Linked DNA regions of Canis lupus: region 2 is linked to region 1. Evidence: chromatin contacts called from public Hi-C data. All regions are on one chromosome and are shown on one strand. Each heading gives the region's core, a stretch centred on a gene start, on an enhancer-like site or on the middle of the called end of the contact. The rest is flanking DNA. Distances are from core to core; before and after follow the strand shown.

Region 1 (4,198 bases), core at 864-3,363:
CCTCACTTCACATAACAGAAAACAGACTCTCTGAGAAGTAAAATAACTTGTCTGAGGGCACAGCTAGCAAGCGACCGGTTTGAACTCAGGTTTGTCCAATTTTATACCCAATATGTTCTGCAGGACATCACTGCTGCCTAGTTTAACTGCAAACTCTGCAATGGATTCCACTTAGAATATAATAGTTCTATGTTTGAGGATCAAAATTTTTGCTGGTAGATAATTCTAAGAGTGAAATTCTAACATTTTACTTACAAAGCAGTTACGTGAAAATGTAATTTTTTGATAAGGGTCTGGAATATTTTACTATGAACTTTGAGAAGTTTGGATTTCTAAATACAATTTGGAAATATTTACACAAACTGAAACTATAGTCCCAAATAAAGCTAAATAGTTATTTTTGGCTCTAAGTTACTCAATAACTAAAATACTAGAATCCTGTGAAAGAACAACCCACGGAAAAATGTGGCGAAGACCATATATATACTTAGGCCCTGATACAAAATGATCAATTTCCATAACATTTGTTTGGTCCTTCTGTTTATATTCTTATTTATGAACAGCTGCCAAGCAACAGTTAACCAATCCAAGGTGAAGCGAAGTGTTCAAGTTCAAAGTGTGACCCTAGTTATGAAAGTGGAATTTTTTTTAATTAGAGATAAAACTTGGGGTGCCTGAGTGGCTCAGTTGGTTTAGCATCTGCCTTGTGCTCAGGTTATGATCCCAGGGTCCTGGGATGAAACCCTGTGGGGCTCTGTGCTCAGCGGGGAGTCTACTTCTCCCTCATAGCGGGCCCCCCCCCCATATTTCCTTCTTTCTCAAATAAATAAAATCTTTAAAAAAAGAAAAACTTAACTTACATGAGTTTTACTGTGAAGTGTGTACAAGTCTTTCTCTAACCCCCATCCTAAATTTGAAAAAGGTGATCTTATATCTTCATCTGTTTCCAAATTCTTGTTACTCCGAGAGCATGGACTATTATTTACCAAAAGTGCATAACCTCCGAAGACTTCACAGTGTGGTACTCAGGTACACACGTGTCAGTTCTCCACCTGGACACACCGGGTACACGATATACCATATTAAAGGGTACAGTGTGGAAGTCATTAAACAGAACCTGAACCGATGTACCATACCCACATCCTGAACAATGCGTTTTTTAAAAACCACTAATTTAGGTTCTTTCAACTAGAAGGAAAAGAGGCAACTCTGTCCACAAAATGTCCTCCCGAGACACGGAGCCCATATCCACAGGCTGAGTAGAGGCCTTAAATAGTTAAATCAATGTAATCCAGGCGCTTCTCTCCAGGAAAAGATGAAAAGAGGTTTCCAGACGGCTCCACAGAGCTCTACAAGAGGAGACCGTCTTTCATTTCAAGTTTTGAAGCGGCTCCACCGCTGTCCCACATGGGATCTTAAAAGGAGCGTAATTCCCACAGCTTAACTTGCTTAGCGAAGTCGTGGTGCACAAAAGGAAGCCCCTTGCCTCCGAGTCCTTAGAAACCTGCAAGGCAGGTAAGCAGAACCAACCTCGCAGGTAAAAACGCTGGCCCGCTCCCAGCTGCATTCGTTTCCCAAAGTTCTCGCATTTTCAAAAGTTCAAACAAGGATTATAAACGCAAGACATTCCCTTCCCCCCGATTACAGGGGCCCTTTTCCGTCCTTGCCCCGGCGCCACGCCAGGCAGTGCCCGCGCCCACCTGCGGGAAGGGTCCGGCAGGTGGGGCGGCCTCCCAAGCGCCCCGGGCCTTCCAGAGGCCCCGAAGTTGTGCGGGAGCGCCCGGGGCCGCGGGAGACGCAGCCCGTGACAGCGGCGCTGGCCGGCGAGGCCCCTCGGGAGGCGTGCGCGGCGGCCAGGCCGGCCCGGAGGGGCTCGCTCCCCGCCCGAGCCTCGGCTGGGGCGCGCGGGGCCTCGGGCCGCCACCGCCACCGAGCTCCCGGCTGGACCCCAGTCCCCGCGCGGTCCCCCACCCCGCGCTCCTCCGGTCACTCACCCCGGGGCCGGGCAGCAGCAGCGCCAGCAGCGCCAGCAGCAGCCGGGCCGGCATGGCGAGGACTTGGGCCTGGCTCCCGGCCCGGCCGGCCGGCTGCGGGGGGCGGTGCGGGCGGGCGGGCTGAGGACGGGGCGGGGGCGCCGCGACGACAGCGCCGCGGCGGCAGGACTTCAGCGGACGCAGAGCTGACTAGGCGGTGGTGGCACCCCCATGCCCAGCCCTATAAGCGCCGGGTGCCGGCGCTTCTTCCGGTCGGGGCGGGGCCGGGGGCGGGGCTGACCTAGAGGCGGCCCCGAAACTGGGCGGGAGCCGGGCCTGAAGGCGGAGCCGGGGGCGGGGCTGTGCCGCCGGGGCGGGGCCGCGGCGGGGATGCAGCGGAGGGGGCGGGGCCGGGCCGGGGGCGGGGCCGCGGCGGAGGGGCGGGGCCGCGGCGGAGGGGCGGGGCCGCGGCGGAGGGGCGGGGCCGCGGTGGAGGGGCGGGGCCGCGGCGGAGGGGCGGGGCCGCGGCGGAGGGGCGGGGCCGCGGCGGAGGGGCGGGGCCGCGGCGGAGGGGCGGGGCCGGCCTCCTGCCCGCGGAGCGTACGCGGCCCGGCCTCCGCCACTGGGGAGAAGGAGCAGGCCTGGGTGTCCCGAGTCTGGGGCGCTGAACGAGTGAGGCAGGGAGCTTTGCCGAAGGCTGAGGGAGGCGGGCAGTCCCGCCACGCGGTGCACCCTGGCCCCAGGCTGTCCCACCAGCCCCGCCCAGAAACCCGCTATGTAGGAATCAGGGGAAAGGCCAGGAGACGGGCGGTGCCGGCTGTCCAGAGCCCGCGTCTTTCCGTCGTGGTGGAATCGTGGGCGACCTCCGGAGCCGGGATCGGGAGCTGGCAGGGAGTCCAGCAAACACACTTCAGCCCATGCGCTGAGATCCGCAGCTCTGGGGTCCTCCAGCTGTGCCTCAGCTAGCCCGAAGGCCCCTTTCTGCCCTTTGCCCTCAGGAATTCCCCTCAACTCATGTCCAACAGCCATCTATTCCCTCTGGAATAAACTACAGACAAGTCATTCTCCAAAAATTATAAGCAAAGAAGGAAACCAATTCGGCCCGTTTGTATTGTGTTTAAGTGGCATTTAATAGATGTGACATTGTGGCACTAGAAATGACATGTGCCACAATTCATTGGAGGGAGTGGATTGAGGACTCATACAGGATCTATTTGAGGATTATGGACTATTAACCTGAATTTAAACGTCTGGCACCCATTTGGTCACTGGGTCCCATGCTGCTCTCAACTTGAATGGAAGTGGGGAGAGAAGACATTGCTTGTAACAAGAAAACCTAAGATTCAAAGCATAACATTTACATATCCTTGGAGAAAAAGAAAAAGGGGAGAGCAATTTCTCTAATTTTTTCTGACTTGCTCACATGACTGCCTAAGATTTTTCAGGGTTTGGGGGAAAGGTGTGGGCAATGCTAGAGAAAATAGCAAAGAACTAGCAGGAGACTGACCAAATGTCTGGTCCGTGTGCACTGTGGATCAATCCTATTCAGGTATAAGACAAATACTCGTTGGAAGTCAAAATCTGATAAACAGAATTCCCTATTCCCAGCCTCCAATGCCTGGATGGAAGTCAAGGGATTAATCTGTACCAATGCTGGAGAATCCAACACCAATTTCTAAGAATGAATCTTGGCAACTGTGAAAGTGGCAGGCACATTTTGAAAAGTGTTATCTGCATATTTCAATGTGGAAAGGCTTGGGACTGACAGATGTGTGGAAGCAGAGGCTCCAGGGAGCCCTGTAGCCAGGTGTCCAGGGAGGAGCCTACAACACAGAAACTGGAAGGAGCTCTTTAATGATTACCTGTCCAGCTTGCAAGCTGACAACAAGATCTGCAAGACCACGTTTGAGTTAAAAAAGGAGCTTGACTGGAAAATGCTGCTTTCACATCCCTTCTCTGTTGCTTTTTCTCAGAGTAAGTCTAGGAGGGGAACTTTCTGTGCTGGAACTCTGGCAGCCTTTTGACAATTCAAAATGTCATTGTGACCCTGTAAACATAGTAGATAAAACACAAAGGGAATCTAACTCATCTGACTCATAGATCGGTTTTAAAGATCTGATGAAAAAAAAAAAAAAAAAAAAAAAACCTGTTCCAAGGAGTCTAGGCCAGGTAGGTATATTTTGTATCTTGTACTCAGTCGGACCAAATCAGGCCTTAACTGATGG
Region 2 (4,198 bases), core at 583-3,082, 200 kb before region 1:
ATGGGATCACACAACAGCCTTAAAACGTTAACATTTAAGATTTTAATTGAAGAAACTAAAGTTAAGGTTGATATGCCATTGAGGAATTGGGAAAAGGACAAGAGTATACGTGTGTGACAAAATAGAAAATGACATTTAAAAAAATGACATTCAAAAGTACCTCATAAAAATAAGCAGCTGGAAAATAAAAATCCTGTGGTTTCCAGCAAGGGGTGATTATGATGTTGACTGGGTAACATTTTGCAGAAATATATTTTTTAAGATTTTATTTATTCATGAGAGACACAGAAAGAGAGGCAGAGACATAGGCAGAGGGAGAAGCAGGCTTCCAATGGGGAACCTGATGTGGGACTCAATCCCAGGACCTGAGGATCATCACCTGAGCCTAAGGCAGACACTCAACCACTGAGCCACCCAGGCGCCCCTGCAGAAATATTCAACATGAATGAGCAAAACCCATTCAAAACCATAAAAGAGAAATGAGAGTAGCTTGAAGGGGTGGCTATGATAGGTGTCACCAACTAGGCTCGAATAAACCCTGGCAGTTTTAGGGGGAGTAGTCAGGAAAGGCCTTTCTGTGATTGCAAAAGGAAAACAGACGACCCTTTATTGAACACCTATTTAGTGTCAAAAACAATTGAAAGCACTTTCATATACATAAATGTCGTTCCTTTTGACGGAAGAGGAACTAGAAATTATGTAACTTGCCCACAGTCCCAAAGCTAGTAAGAATGGAAGAGGAATTTACAGACACGTCCGTCTGGCCCCAAACCTTCTATTCCACGTGACATTCTCCCTCAAACTGTCAGAACGAAAGGATGCAAAGCATCAGTGCAATGAGGGTACAAGAGACGCTTCTCAGACAAGAGGCCGCTCACTCATTACCTCGAATAAATAAGCCTTTATCCATAAAATGGAGTTAACAGTCGTGCCTTCCTCAAAAGAGTCACAGTGAACGAGATGGGGAATGCACGTAGTAACTGGTGCCCGGAAAACAAACTCCCAAATCCCCAAAGTTCACTGCGCCAAAAACTCAGCCCAGGGCCCACGGTCAGACGAGGACCGAGGGAGAGCCAAGCACACAGCACGACGCCCCTGAGAACGGCCCAGTCTGGGCACAGGAGCGTGTTCCTGAGAAACGAGCCTCGGAAGACGTTCGGCATGACCGGAGGACAGGGGTCTCGGGTGGGGGGCGCAACAGAGGATTTTACTCACCCCCATTCTTACGGCTTATGGGTAGCCCGTGGGCGGGGGAGCAAGAGCGCAGGCACGTTCCTTACCAAGTGAGGAAGGGAATCCTCCTTCACTCTAGCGTGTTACTTGTATACGGAGAAACGGGGGCGGAGGGCACAAAAGGGTCTTTTCGGATATTGGCAAACGGTTCCGAGGTACTCATTTCCCTGGACACCCAGGAAAAGTCCTCCGTGACCCCAACGGGATTTCTGAGCGAGGCAGGCACCGAGCCCCAACGTCAAAGAAGCTGCGTGCGCAGCGGCTTCCCGCGCGCGGGCCCGCACCTGTTCAGGTCGTACCACCTGACCAATAGGCACAGGGGCGCACGACGCTTTGCTTTTCTTATAGTGCCATTATTTGCCATAAAGACCCTTTCTCTTTTGTTTTCACTTTGTTTCATTTAGTGGCTATTATCCTTGGTCAAATATGCGCTCTCTGCCAAGCAAGATACGGGCTTCTCTACCCGTATCTTCCCCGCAAACCCCTCCTGTGGTTTTAGCTTCCTGGGCCGCCCCACTTGTCTCCGGCCAACCCTTGCTAAGCTTCTGCGTCGACGTCACGAGTTTCTAGGCAGATCAGGAAATCCTCGGGCCAGGAGCTCTCGCGCGCGCCCCCTTTTGGCGGTGCGTTCCAAACGGTCGGAGCGCGTGGCGGGTTTGCCGGCAAGTCAGCGGACCCCGGCGAGGCGGTCGAGGCAGCGGAGGAGCCACGGGAGCAGCGAGGAGCGGCCCTGAGTGAGGATTTAGGTCTAGGATTTAGGACTTGTGTGCCGCCGCTCGTGCCTGGGCCTCCTCCGGCTTTCCCGTCAAGTCTGCGGAGGTCTGACCCGGTGTGGCGGGCTTCGCCTTCTCACGCGGCAGCGGGCCGGAAACCCTGAGGAGCCTTCACCGATGTATTATTTTCCCCCTCACGTCTTTAATGTTTTAAATACTTTCAGCCCTTAAAGGCTTCCGCGCCCATCGGGCCGAGAGCGTGGGAGCCACGGTGTGTGCGCAGGTGCGCGCGAGATCCGAGGCGCCTTCCGAGCGGGACCGGGCCTCGAGCGCCACGTCCCTCAGTGTCTGTAACTACTGTAGCAGCCAGAACAGTCGGGGGTGGGGGGGGCAGTAGCCGAGCAGGCCCGAGGAGGAGTGAGAGCGGCGGCAGCTGGGGCGCGGGCTGCGGCCTGGGCATGGCGGAAGGCAGGCTGGTGGTGCTGGGCGCCTGGAGGAAGGTATCCTGAACCCGGGGGCGGGGCAGGTGGAGGGCACTGTCCCCAGAGCAGGAAACGAATTCAAGGGAATTCGAGGGAAAAGACAGTGTAGAGGGTGGGGTGTGACTACCGCCTGGCTAGGAAACTGCGAGAAACCCGGGGAGGGGGGGGGGGGGGGCGGGGCGGGCAGACCTGAACCGGAAATCCAGGCGGGCTAACCCTGCCAGAGCAATCGCGGCGGCAGATCCGTGTTTGTGGCTCCCCTCAACTGCCTGCGCTCTTCCTGCAGCCCCCACCCCTTTTTAAGATTATTTATTTATTTATTTATTAGAGATACAGAGAGAGAGAGAGAGAGAAGCAGGCTCCACGCTGGGAGCCTGACGTGGGACTCGATCCCAGGTCCCCAGGATCACACCCTGGGCTGAAGGCGGCGCTAAACCTCTAAGCCACCGGGGCTGCCCCTCTGCAGCCCTTTTTGGGGCTGGATTGTAGGTCTAAGATTTCAGACCCTTTAACTCTTGAGTTTGGGATCTCAGCTACAGAGCAAGTAAGCCAAAGGAATTTTAAAAAGATTTAAAAATCATTTCCCCTCAGAGATGCTGCTTGGTTTCTTCTTAGGAAAATGAATGAACGTCAAATTGTACGTTCCCAGTACCTGATCATAACCTGCCACGTGAAAACAAGGGTGAAATGTTAGAGCTGTGGGGATAGTTGAGGGGGAAGGAGCACGTGAAACAACACAGAACAAAGTATGGTCAGTGCAGGAGTCTGAGAACAAAAGAATCCCACCCCCCGCCCCTCCCCATTCCCCACCCTCCTCACCACCACCACCCCCCCGCCCCGCCCGCCGCATTTTCTTGTATCTATGTGGCATATAGTAGTGGCAACCAAAGGGAAAACCCAACTAACATGACTTGTAGGGATCAAAGACGAGAAATGGTGGGGTTTTTTTTTTGTTTTTTGTTTTTTGTTTTTTTTTTTTAGCTAAGGCTCTAGGAGCAGAATATAATCCATAAGATTCACTCATAGCAAGATGAGGTTTGCAGAGAGAGGTAACAATCAAGTTGAGGAGAGATACATGAAATAGAAGGAGCTCTTGGGTTAACCTCGATGCAGAATGGTTTGTGGCACTGTGGTCCCATCAAAGCACAGATCATCTAGATTCACTGACTATTTTAAAAAGTAGAGCAATGGTAAGCACTGCACTGTAGTCAGCATGCCTGCATTTGAATCCTGACTTCACCTGTTAATTAGGTGTGTGATTTGGGGTAAGTTACTTTACCTCTCTAAGGCAAACTCCTAACCCCATCTCTTCATCTATAAAAGTGGCAATAATCATAGACTTGCTATGAGATAACTAAAGGAAGTCACTCAGCATGGTGCCTGAAACACAGTATATGGTTACTAAATGTTAAAAGCTATTAGACAAGGTGTGATTAAGAAGGAGTCATTGAAGTGAGATATAGATCAATAGTGAGTGCCTACCTTGGAGTCGATGTTAGGAGGAGAGCACTTTACCTCAAGAAATTAAAAAGTAAATGGGAATTTACGTCCCAAAAGCGTCCAAGTTAATGTGACTGGTATTTTTTTTTAATTATATAGCTAAATGAATGTTATACGTGCCTGTCAAACAGTGGGAATGCCATTTTCCTCTGCCCTTTCTATGCTTTCAAAATATTAGATATGAATAATTGATATTTCTAAGTATGTAAATGTGAAAAAAATTTAGAACGCTGCTATTTTTATTGATCTGTAACAAACTTTAAGTAAGAC

Evidence for each region. Hi-C and Micro-C count contacts between places; a contact is called where the count stands out from the background.
Region 2: a contact with region 1 is called in a Hi-C map of blood, with 4 times the contacts expected there. The contact joins the promoter of LOC480476 here to the promoter of ERN1 in region 1. A contact is called at or near these places in 2 of 9 Hi-C or Micro-C datasets (both in blood).

Annotation. Positions count from the first base shown.
Region 1 is chr9:14,915,995-14,920,192 of UU_Cfam_GSD_1.0, reverse strand. ERN1 (serine/threonine-protein kinase/endoribonuclease IRE1) reads right to left here and starts at 2,113. Exons shown (of 22, transcript XM_038546864.1): 1 at 1,995-2,113. The coding sequence starts at 2,048. It overlaps LOC119873254 (a long non-coding RNA gene), which reads right to left and starts at 1,789. Exons shown (of 2, transcript XR_005364302.1): 1 at 861-1,789.
Region 2 is chr9:15,116,070-15,120,267 of UU_Cfam_GSD_1.0, reverse strand. LOC480476 (intercellular adhesion molecule 5) reads left to right here and starts at 1,832. Exons shown (of 8, transcript XM_038546897.1): 1 at 1,832-1,967. The region is part of intron 1 of SMARCD2 (SWI/SNF-related matrix-associated actin-dependent regulator of chromatin subfamily D member 2); the gene reads right to left.